Linked DNA regions of Rattus norvegicus: region 1 is linked to region 2. A link is a contact called in public Hi-C data. All regions are on one chromosome and are shown on one strand. Each heading gives the region's core, a stretch centred on a gene start, on an enhancer-like site or on the middle of the called end of the contact. The rest is flanking DNA. Distances are from core to core; before and after follow the strand shown.

Evidence for each region. Hi-C and Micro-C count contacts between places; a contact is called where the count stands out from the background.
Region 1: a Hi-C map of frontal cortex shows a contact between it and region 2, with 2.8 times the contacts expected there. The contact joins the promoter of Phf24 here to the enhancer-like site in region 2. A contact is called at or near these places in 2 of 12 Hi-C or Micro-C datasets (the A7r5 cell line and frontal cortex).

Annotation. Positions count from the first base shown.
Region 1 is chr5:61,937,223-61,943,495 of GRCr8, reverse strand. It overlaps Phf24 (PHD finger protein 24), which reads right to left and starts at 3,580. Exons shown (of 8, transcript NM_001398835.1): 1 at 3,428-3,580.
Region 2 is chr5:61,902,561-61,908,261 of GRCr8, reverse strand. No RefSeq gene overlaps it. Among named protein-coding and RNA genes, the nearest start is that of Spata31f3, 16 kb to the right of the region's middle. Within about 2 kb of position 4,396, at least 4 of the 93 cell types and tissues checked have an H3K27ac peak or open chromatin away from gene starts, as enhancers often do.

The DNA of each region.
Region 1 (6,273 bases), core at 2,331-4,830, 36 kb before region 2:
TCCCCTCATACTTTCCCTGCCCTTGATATTGATTGAGTGACGAAATGCAGACTGATTCTGTGCAAACTCCTCGAGGGTGAGACCCCTCCTGCTTACAGAGCACAGTGCTGGCAGGTCAGCAGCACCTAGAGTGTGTGCCCACCCCTGAGAGGGTTGCTCGGAGGTGGGTGGAGAACGGAACGATGCTATAATGCAGCCAATAGTCCTGTCTCCAGCTGGACACCACTAGCCCATGCGTCTTAGTCCCAAGCTGGTAGAACGATTCCAACCAGAACTTAGGGGTTAAGACCGAAAGATGGAGTAGATAATGATGTCCCCGTCAAATACGAATCCCTAAATCCGGGGAATGAGGAAGCATTGCTAGACAGGCCTGTGGTGCGGAAAGGCAACAGGTACTGTAGCTGAAGAGACGGGAGACCGGTAGCGTGAATATGATCTACTTAGGAACAGGTGTGATGGGAGCAAACATGGAGCCATGGAAAATGCATGTGGGGAGGTTTGATTATCCATGTCCCAAGAAAAGGAAACATTTCAAAATATACATGGGTAGTGTTGGAAGAAAAAAATGGCTGCAGCATGGTCAGAGAATCTATGGAAGATCCAAGGCTGGAAAGGCATACATGCCTATTGGTGTGCACTCAAGTGTTTATGAGATTAAGGCCACCCAGAAACACTATGCTTAGGCACTGTTCTGACAAGTTTCGAAATTTAATGTTCACTCAATGCTAGACATCAGGAGGTGGAACCGAGGATCCAGGTTCTGGGGAGAACTTAGACCAATAAAGGGATTTCCCCAAGTTACCAGGGAGTGTGGTTCTCAGAGTCCTCAATGAAAAAAATAATATAATAACAACAACAATAACAATAATAATAATAACAACAAAATACTCCAACGGGAAATATGCCTTTTGGCCCAGCACTTAGGAGACAGAGATAAGCAGATCTCTGAGTTCAGGCCAGTCTGGTCAACAGAGCGAGTTCCAGGACAGCCAGGGCCACACAGAGAAACCCTGTCTTGAAAAAAACAAACCAAGCCTAAACAAAAAGATATGTCTGAATTAGGACGAATACCACCATATTTGCAGGCTTGGTCTTGGTTTTCTCTCTTAAAACAATATTATTTATATATTATATATTATTTATATCACTATAATATATATAATATAATATATATATATCCCTGCTGAACTAATGAGAGGGGTTTAAGTTGAAAGAGGATCATAAATAACTTTATATCAGATGATAACCAATACGCGCCTCTGTCAGATTTGCTTGTGGAGCTGTGCATGAAGTACTACATCTATCTGAACCTTAAAGAAGCCAGGTACTTAAGGAAGATAAAAGACCAACTAACAATGGGTCAGATAGGTTATTCGGTTTCCTTGGTAGCTTCCTCTTTCTTCTCACTGTGTAATCCCAGACACCCAAAGAAACACTTCTTTTTATCTTCTGTTTTTGGGACAATGCCAAGAACTTTCTATACAGCCCAGGCTGGCCTTGAACTTGTGATTCTCCTACCTCTACCTCCCACATGCCAGGGTACTAGCCATATATTACCACAGCCATTGCAGAAACACAGTGTTTTCTGGTTTCTTCATTTGGCTCTGTTTTTCTGAGACAGTCTCTCTCATAGCCCAGGCTGGCCTTCCTTTCAACTTGTGGCAAGCCTCTTGTCTCGGTCTCTGAAGTAGGTATATATGTTTTCAAAGAAAACCAGGACCAAGCATGCATATATATATATATATATATGTATATATATATATATATTTGATGGACCTATGCTCTGATTGGCTCTTTGTCGTCAGAGCCCAGCTCTAGGAGGATAGTTTTGTTAAAGGAGGATGCTAGGTTTGGTTGTGCAGAAGAGGATGAAGATGGACAGAAACAGTCCAGAATGGCTCTGTGGTAAATTGCATGGCTTGGCCTCTTCACACTCGCTCTTTGGATAAGAAGCAAGAATCTATCTTTGGGCTCTAAGTTATACCCTTAGGACTCAGCTGGAATGAAAGTGTTGGGGTGAGACAAGGGGCATTACTGGATCAAGTTCAGGCTTTCTCTCCTGGACAACAGATTCCCAGTGAGCCTTCCTTGGCCTCCATCCTCTCTCCCCTCTCCTGTTTCTCATACAGAACTGTTCAGCAGTGTCCTGGGGTGTTTGCGGATTACTGGTGCACATACAGGGCCACAAGGGAGTGACTGTCTCCTTTTCTTCATCCCCCAAGGTCCTGCAGCAGGGAAGGTGGCCCCTTGAGTTCTCCCAAGCAACCCCTGACAAAGACCACCACACCATTACAGTAGTGCTACCAGCAACGGAAGCCACGAGTTGAGATCCCGGGATTCAGTGGACAGCTGCTCCAATGGTCGAATGTTCTGTTAAACCGTCCTCCTCTCTTTAAGCATCCCTTTCTGAGCATACTCCAAAGCTCCATGCCTGACACGTCCACACAACTTATTAACAGACATCCACTCTTCCTTCTTTCCCTGTTTAATACTTTTCTCTGACTTAAATGTGAAGAACAGGCTTCATTTGTGATCTCGGGCAAAGCCTGCGTGCGTCACAAATACCTAATGTTTAAATGGGGTAATTTTACGAAGCTGTTGTTAAGTATTATGTAAGGTGTTTAAACATATCTAGCACAGTGCCTGGCACACTAGTTCTCAAGAATGCTTCCCTCCCCCCTATTCCTTCCTCCAGACACTTGGTATACTGTTTCTGGAGAGTCGAGCTCGCAGGGTCAGAGATCTTTGGTTCGGAGGCCTCACTGGTCTTGGTATCCCTTAGACTCTGTGCTCTTACAAGCAGTTCCAGTCTCCCCAAAAGTCCAGCTTGAAGCCAACTGGGCTATCATTCGGAAGAGACATTCTAATGGGGGCAGAGTGAGAACTGGAATGAAAAAAGGCCACGGCCCCATAGAGTCCCCACTCCTTTCCATTATGTTGAGGGGGACAAGTGAGGGCACACTGAATCCCTCAGGAGGTCAGTGCCTAAGTCCTTGGAGCTATGATGCCACAAATGGATCCCATTTCTCCAGCCAAAGGTTCTTTCTGGGCATCTCTGGGGCACAGGATGAAATTACCTGGGGTTCACCAACACCACTGGGAAAGTCCCTGAGGTTCCCAGATGTTCTCCCATGGAGCCAAGTCCAGAGACTACCCTAATGCCTCTCTACTTACACAGAAGGCCTCCCTGGGGGCCTGGGGAGGGTGCCTCCACACTGGGGCTGTGCAAGGCAGAAAGTGCAGAGCGCACTGGGCGTCTCCCTTCACGTCCCACGGACTCTCTCCCGTGTAGAGGCAGCGGTCACTGGGGTGCGTCCACTTGCACAGGGGCCCGTGGGGGCGGCTCCCACACCAGCATCCGAATCCGGGACCGCAGACCCGCCCCTCAGGGTGACGGCGGGGTCCCACCGCCCCCGCCCTCGCTTACCGGGACAGTCCGCGTGCGGGACGCGGATCCGAGGCCGGCGGACTCTACGCCGCGGGCCCGCGCTGCCCACGGCCGCTCCGGAGCCGACGTGCTGGGCCGAGCACCGGGAGCGGGCGGCGCGGGCGGCGCGACAGGCTGAGGCGGCGGCAGCGGCGCGCGCCCTGAGCACGCCCACCCGCTGCGCGTGCACCCGCGCGAGGCGCCCTCGGCCGGCCCGTGGGCGCGCGCCGCCCCACCCTCCGGAGCCTCAGGCACGGCCCGCGCAGCCCGCTCGGCCGCGGGCGTGGGGCGCGGTGGGAGCGCGGGCGCGCGGCGGCGGCGGAGTAGCGGGAGGTCCCAGTGCCAGGGGGCGCCCGCACGAGCAGCCGGCAATGCGGCGCGGGGACTGCGCCAGCCCGGCCGCCCGCGGCAAGGTCAGCGCGCCCCGGGAGCTGGACCCGGTTGGCGCTGCAGGGGCTGCGGGGACTGGCCCACCCGCATACACCCAAGGCAGAGCGGGGTCTGTGTGGATGCTGCGATCAGCACCTGCCCGGGGTGGGAAGAACTCAGCCAGCCGACTCTGTCGCACCACCCAGGTCTCAGGGCTCACGGTGGGGCACTTACCTTCAGGTTCCCACTGGGTTCGGGAGTGGCCAGAGGAACCTTCACAAAGACCTTGACTGCTCCATTCCGCCTTGTGCAGCTTTGTCAGAGGCTATTGGTCCTCCATCTCCAGCAGCAGAGCTGTACTGTCGTGTAACCCACTTTTTGCTGCAGCAACCTCAGCCTTCAGACTAGCCAAACAGATAGCTTGTCAGGCGGCCAGTGTTTCTGAGAACTATAACGCGCATTGCAACAAACTCCAGGCTTTGAAGAGGGCAAGAAAAAGACCAAGTCACAACATATCTACAACTAATTGTAGGAAAGTAACGATGTGTACATATACACAGATCCCTCTTTAAAGGCACTTTCATTTTCTTGTACATCTATTTTGTGTCTGTCAAACACAAGTCACATTATTTTTTGAGCATCTAGTATCCCCCCTTCCAGGTGTTATAGGAGATACTTTGTCCTTTAAGCAGAATTTAGGTAAAATTAGAACTATATATTATTATCAAGAAAGTAATATTAAAAATGCCAAGTATAAAGGTACTATTTTAAAGAGCTTAAATGTCACTCGTTGTGTAGCTGCAGCTGGTCAGTAATTGACTGGGGAGATCAGGTTGGCCTCAAACTCCAGGCAGCCCTCCTGCCTTGGCCTCCCGGAGTGCTGCTGGCTTCCAGGCATGAGCTTCCACAATGGTTGGAGGAGTTGCTCTGAGGCACAGAGGTTAAACAGCTTGCCTAAAGTAGCAAGCTCCTATGTCATGGAGCTGAGACTGAAGTCCAGGTGCTCTGATAACAGAACCCAAACTGCCATTGGTGTTAACAAGGGCCACCATTACCCTGCCCCCCCCCACCCCCGTGAAACTAGTAATGGAGAGCAGACCGAGTTTCCTATGGGGTCCGATGTACTTACTATTAGAATCACACTGGACCCCCTAGAACAAACGAAACTCAAGACGGATGATCAAAATGTGAATGCTTCACTCCTTCTTTAAATGAGGAAAAAGAATACCCTTGGCAGGGAAGGGAGAGGCAAAGATTAAAACAGAGACTGAAGGAACACCCATTCAGAGCCTGTCCCACATTTGGCCCATACATATACAGCCACCCAATTGGACTAGATGGATGAAGCAAAGAAGTGCAGACCGACAGGAGCCGGATGTAGATCGCTCCTGAGAGACACAGCCAGAATACAGCAAATACAGAGGCGAATGCCAGCAGCAAACCACTGAACTGAGAATAGGTCCCCTATTGAAGGAATCAGAGAAAGAACTGGAAGAGCTTGAAGGGGCTCGAGACCCCAAAAGTACAACAATGCCAAGCAACCAGAGCTTCCAGGGACTAAGCCACTACCTAAAGACTATACATGGACTGACCCTGGACTCTGACCCCATAGGTAGCAATGAATATCCTAGTAAGAGCACCAGTGGAAGGGGAAGCCCTGGGTCCTGCTAAGACTGAACCCCCAGTGAACTAGTCTATGGGGGGAGGGCGGCAATGGGGGGAGGGTTGGGAGGGGAACACCCATAAGGAAGGGGAGGGGGGAGGGGGATGTTTGCCCGGAAACCGGGAAAGGGAATAACACTCGAAATGTATATAAGAAATACTCAAGTTAATAAAAAAAAAAAAAAAAAAAAAAAAGAATCACACTGGACCAACAATTTCATACAGGGACATCAGAACTGTCTTTTGTGTTCTATTTCTAGGCTATTTGATGGACCTACATGGAAGAGAAGGCTATAATATCCCCCATAGAGGTGTCTGTTGGCTTCTTTCATTCAAAAATATGGGTTGTGTGTCTGCCATTCATTGGAAACAAAGGGCAATGGCCCTGTCAAGGAACTGCGATATGAACCATGAGGGCCTCACTCTAATAACCAGTGTGACCATAACCCCTTACCTCAGCCCCATCTCTAAACACTGCAGTCTGGGTCAGTTTCTCCTCTTAACACTCATCCTAGCGATCCAATCCCTGACGCCTTGGGTTTTGTCTGCCTGTGGCAGAACAAGCCTGAAATCACAGTACTGGGGAGCTGGCAGCAGGAAGATCAGGACTTCAAAGTCGTTCTAAGGTATGTGGTGGTTTTGAGCCATTCTGCCCTACTGGAGACTGTTTCAAATTCCTCCCCCCAAAGTGACATTTTGCACAGTATATATAATTTGCTTTGATTATTTCACCCCCATTGCTCTCTGTCCAAATTTATTGTTATGTATATAAACTATATGATCTTCTCCATTCCTCTGTTATGTTGATGGCTACG
Region 2 (5,701 bases), core at 3,147-5,646:
ATCTCTTCATCATCTCTAGGAATGCATGTTGGGTACAGGCCTCATGCTACCTATAGGAGATATGGCAGTGAAGACAAAACAAGGGAGTCTCCCCACCCAAGGCTTGTATTTTGTGGTGGAGGTGACAATAAACAAGGTACTTAACAGAATGATATTTGGACAATAAGCAATATGGATGTTTGATGTCAGTCTAACACAAACCATAGACAGACACTCCAATCCTACCTACCTATGACATCTTCGCAAACACGGTCCCCAATTTAAATAGGGGTATAAGGTGCACACAGTACAAGAACAAGGCACAGAGCCAAAGGTAGAAATCAGAGGCTCACCCCAGGGGTGGGAACAGAAGTCATAGCTCGGCATAGGAGAGGAGGACTTCACTGAGTGGAAGAAGAGCTCACACTGTTGAGAGACCTCACGGATTCCTGCTGGTGAAGAGCGGTGCTCATCTGTGCCCCGCTGGGACTTAGGGCTTCGGTCAAATTAATCACATTCATTTACTTCTTATCCTTCCCCACTATCGACACACACAGACACACACACAGACAGACAGACAGACACACACACACAGACACAGACACACACACAGACACACACACAGACAGACAGACAGACACACACACAGACACAGACACACACACAGACACACACAGACAGACACAGGCACACACAGACACACACACAGACAGACACACACACAGACATACACAGACACACACAGACATGCACACACAGACCCATATACACACACACAGATATAGGCATACAGATAAACACACAGATACACAGACACACACAGATACACACAGAGACACACACAGACACACACAGACATGCACACACAGACCCATACACACACACACAGATATAGGCATACAGATAAACACACAGATACACAGACACACACAGACATGCACACACAGATACACACAGAGACACACACAGACACACACAGACATGCACACACAGACCCATATACACACACACAGATATAGGCATACAGATAAACACACAGATACACAGACACACACATACAGACACACAGATACACACAGAGACACACACAGACACACACAGACATGCACACACAGACCCATATACACACACACAGATATAGGCATACAGATAAACACACAGATACACAGACACACACAGACATGCACACACAGATACACACAGAGACACACACAGACACACACAGACACACAGACAAACACAGACACACACACACACAGACACATGGGGAGGAGGTGCTAAAAGGAATGAGCTCATAATCTAAAGAAAATAAAGGAGGGAATGGAGCAGATGGAGAGCGAGTGAGATGAAAGCTGATAGACTTTCATAATTTGGAGAGCTGAAACCAGACGGACTGATGGTGACTGGTTTGGGAGCCCAGAGAAAGGGAAGGCCAAACATCATGAAGTTGGGTTCAGAAGAAGACAAATTCTGGAAGAGCCTAGGATTAATGAAGCTGTCTCAGAAAATCTGAAGAGAGCCCGGGCCATCAAACCCTGGCACAGGCTAGGGAGAGCACTGAGAGCTGAGACAGCTCCTTACTCGCCTTGCCCGCATGGCCTTCTGGGAAGGAGACCAAAGGAGGGTTTCCTAGCACAGGATTTGCAAAGCCTAAATAATTTACTGCCTGGCCCTTTCCTAGCGCACTATCTACAAAGCCTACATTATTTATGATCTTGTTCTTCACAGAAAAACTCGCTGACCACTGTATTAAGCTGTAAAAATCCAAGTGTTTCTGAAATATAAAGTATGCAAAGTTTAATTTTAAGATTCCACTAATAATCCCCAACATTTCCTGGATAATGAAGATGACAGAATGACAGGGAGAAATAATTTTATGGAATTCTTTTTTTTTTTTTTTCAGAGCTGGGGACCGAACCTAGGGCCTTGTGCTTGCTAGGCAAGCGCTCTACCACTGAGCTAAATCCCCAACCCCCTCTTTTTTTTTTTTTAAAGGATGTTTGTTTTATGTATATGGGCGTTTTGCTTGCTTGTATGTCTGTTCACCGTGTGCATGCCCTGTTCCTAAAGAGGCCATTGGTCCCCTTGAACTGTAGTTATAGTTGATTGTGAGCTGCCATGTGGGTGCTGGGAACCAAAGCAGGGTCCTCTGGAAGAGCAACCATAGCTCTAGCCCTTTCACAGTATTCTTGTTTCACAGTATTTAGTTTAGTTTAACTTTTTATTGATTCTTTGAGAGTTTCCCATCATGCACCCCAATCCCACTCATCTTCCTCTTCCCTCATACTTGCCTCCCACCCTTGCAACCTCACCCCAACAGAGAAAAAAAATAATCTCGTCGTGCGAGCTATAGTATGTAGTGTCCCAGAGTACACCCTTTTGTCTAAACTTCTTTGCTAGCAAACGCTCATTGCAATGACGTCTTACTTTGGTCAGACCCCTCCGGCTTCTGCTACGCTATCAATACTGGATCCTCACGGGGACTCCTCTCAGATACCCTGTTGTTGCCCTGTGTCATGGCGATCCTGTAGTTTTGGATCTGTAGGATTGGCTGCTTCATGCACTTCAGCAGTTCATCGGAGGGGTAGATGTTGCGGTGGCTTAAATCGAAGCCCTGGATCTGGGCCGGAGAGGTGTCTGAGCTGGTTAGCCCGCCTGCATTCCTACTCTTGCACCCTAGGGCTGGTTCATCAGCAACGTCCCCCCACCCCATCCACAACCCTGGCCGGCTCTATCCCATCTATCCCATTGCTCATGCGAAGTGCAGGGGCCTGCTCTCCCGAGTGTGCAGCCACCGAAGGACATGGCCAGTTCTCCTAATCTTATGATCCGGGGCCAGCTCTCCCATCTGCCATAAGTGTGAGGCACTAGGGAATGAAGGGAAAGAGAGCTAGAGTCACTCCATAGCAGACAAGAGGCAAGGCTGACTCTCATGCACTCGCTCCGCCCTCTGGGTCAGGTGACCGGAACTCCCCACCCCTCCCACCCCCGCAACCAGCTATGCTGCCCAGGCGTGGTTTTATTTTCATATTTCTTTATGATTGCATCTTATATAGTCAATCAATTATATTATTATCTTAATTAAAATAAGCAACTTTCTTTTTCTAGACAGGGCAAAGAGAAACCAGAAAACAGAAGACACAAGCTAATTAGCTTGTTCGTTTCATAAGTGTGCATTCTGTGCTATATTAACAGATTTTTGGATAGCAGATAATCCTCTAATACATCCGCACAGGTATTGCTCTTTTAAGAAAAAAAATCTGTAAATCAGAACTATATTTAACGAGCAGTGTTTTGAATGATTCTTGGGAGACTCCATGCATCCAAATCTTATCTATAATTTATTTCAACTCTTAGGGTTAGTTAGGGTCTGAAAATGACGGTTATGGTTTGGTTTAGTTTTCTTGTTCTGCTGTGAAACAAACCCAGGGTCTCATACACTCAGGCAGTCTACGTGAGCTATGACCCAGTATGAAAGTCACCATGCTTATGATTTCCAGAATTACAACAATTTCATAGAATTTATACTCCTTCAAAAAGATGCTCAAGACCGCCACTGCATTTAGATCAATACATAAATTAGGAATTTTTTTTTTAATTTAGAGGGCGTTATGGAAGAAGGGATGATTTACTTAACTCAGAAAATTAAGTTAGAAAAATTAGGGACTTTGGGCCATGGGAAATTATTCATTGATAAGGCGCAAAATCTTGTGTGTGTCGTTATTTTTGTAAGGAAAGGTAAATTTTTAGAGACTTGGCCTCATACTTCTTACTTTGGCTTTGAACTGAATCTGTTTCTCCTCAGCTCACGACTGTAGATTAGAGACCCCTATGCAACTGCGTGCTTGTCCACAAGAAGAAACGTGACCAGTCTGGCCACTCTTTCCTCTCCTTTAGACTCCAAACATATTCACTTATTTGGACTGACAGTGTATTGACCATACACAAGGTTTTAAAAGGAGTAAAAACTGGACTAGCTAATGAAAGCTACTTATGTATTTATTTGGTGGAAACACTATGGGCTTATGTCCACTGTGTGGGTGCACATGTATGTTTGTCTGTATGTATGAGGACAAACACGGGCTCCTCACTCAGGTGCTTGCTGCCTTTTTTAGATTTCAATATCTTTTACTTGACACAGGGTCTCTCACTGGCCAGGGACTTGCTACCTGGGTTAGGCTGGCTGTCCGGTGAGTGCCAGGAATCTACCAATCAGAAGGCCACACGGCAGACTCAGTTATTGATTACATAAAGTGTAATGTGTGGGGCTCCACAGGTTTCCAAGCAGACACTCCCCTCCACAAACTCTCAGTCCTTTTCTTTCCCTCAAGCCCCTTTCTCTTTCCTCGTCATCCTCCTAGGGCTGCATGTGCACACACCCACAAAGACCAAAACTTTCTGTGGAGAAATGCACCCACACAGATGTCTATACCTAGAAACACATATGGCCTGGTTCAGGAGACCGGGCTCCACAGATCCTGTTCATGTGGAGCAGAAAAAAATACACTCACAGGGAGACACCCACAGCCTCATTTTCTACACAAAGACAAAGTGAAATTCCAAATTCACTGAATTCAGATTAGCTGTGTACAAAATAAAACACACTCAGAGCTCTGGAATCCCCTTGTTAGCCCCACACAGCCCCGAAGAGATTTTAACAGGTCACACCACTCCCCCATTCGTTCAGATCACTCAGAAACAAACAAACAAACAAATAAACAAACAAACAAAACTCTCTCGTCCAACCACTAGTTAAACACCCTTATCTGGGAGGCATTCCCAGATTACTTCAGCCCAAACAATCTCTCTATTTTTATAGGAGATCTACGTAGCAACCCATCTACCAGGCACGCCTCACATGCTTGGATTACTACTGCATGGATGGATGCCTGGTAATTCCTTATTCAGACACCATGAACTCACTCTGTCTGTAGGTACACCGTGTCCGTGCTTAGGGAGGTTGGAGGACCACCTGAGGTAGCATTCCTAATGCATCATTCATTGAAAAGACTCCCTAGTCTGGAAATTACCAAGCGGGCTGGCTGGATAGCGAATGCCAAGGTTGCCCCTGTCTCCATTGTCCGAAGATCAGAATGTGAGGAGCATGTCATCACACCTGAGTTTTTTTTTTTTTGGTTCTTTTTTTCGGAGCTGGGGACCGAACCCAGGGCCTTGCGCTTCCTAGGTAAGCGCTCTACCACTGAGCTAAATCCCCAGCCCCGAGTTTTTTTTTTTTTTTTAAATTAACCAATTTTGAAGACCAAATTTAGATCCTCATGCTTGCAAGGCAAGTACTGAGTTATGCCCCCTGTTTCAAAATATGTGACTTTTGACTTATCTGTTTACCTGTGTGTTGTTTGTTTTGAGGCAAGGGCTTTGTAGCTTTGGTTGAACTGGAGCTTGCTACATAGATTAGGCCGACTTTGAATGCCCAAATGCTGGGATTAAAGGTCTGTGCTACCGTGGCCCACCCGGGATTTTTCTGTTAGCAGGACGGGTTTGGTGTGCGTCCTCCAGAATACTGTAGTCAGTAAGCTTTGGTGGGTAGCGCTTTCATCTCCGAGGGAGAAAACTAAGAAGAGATCAGCTTAGAGGAGAAACATTTCCTCTGTTAGAAAGTTGGGCGTTCATCACAGAAGCCTGGTGCTCAGAATTCTCCCTCTGCCTCTGTATCTGGCCAGCAGGGCGAGAATTGGGAGGGGCAGTTAGTGGGGAGAAGCAG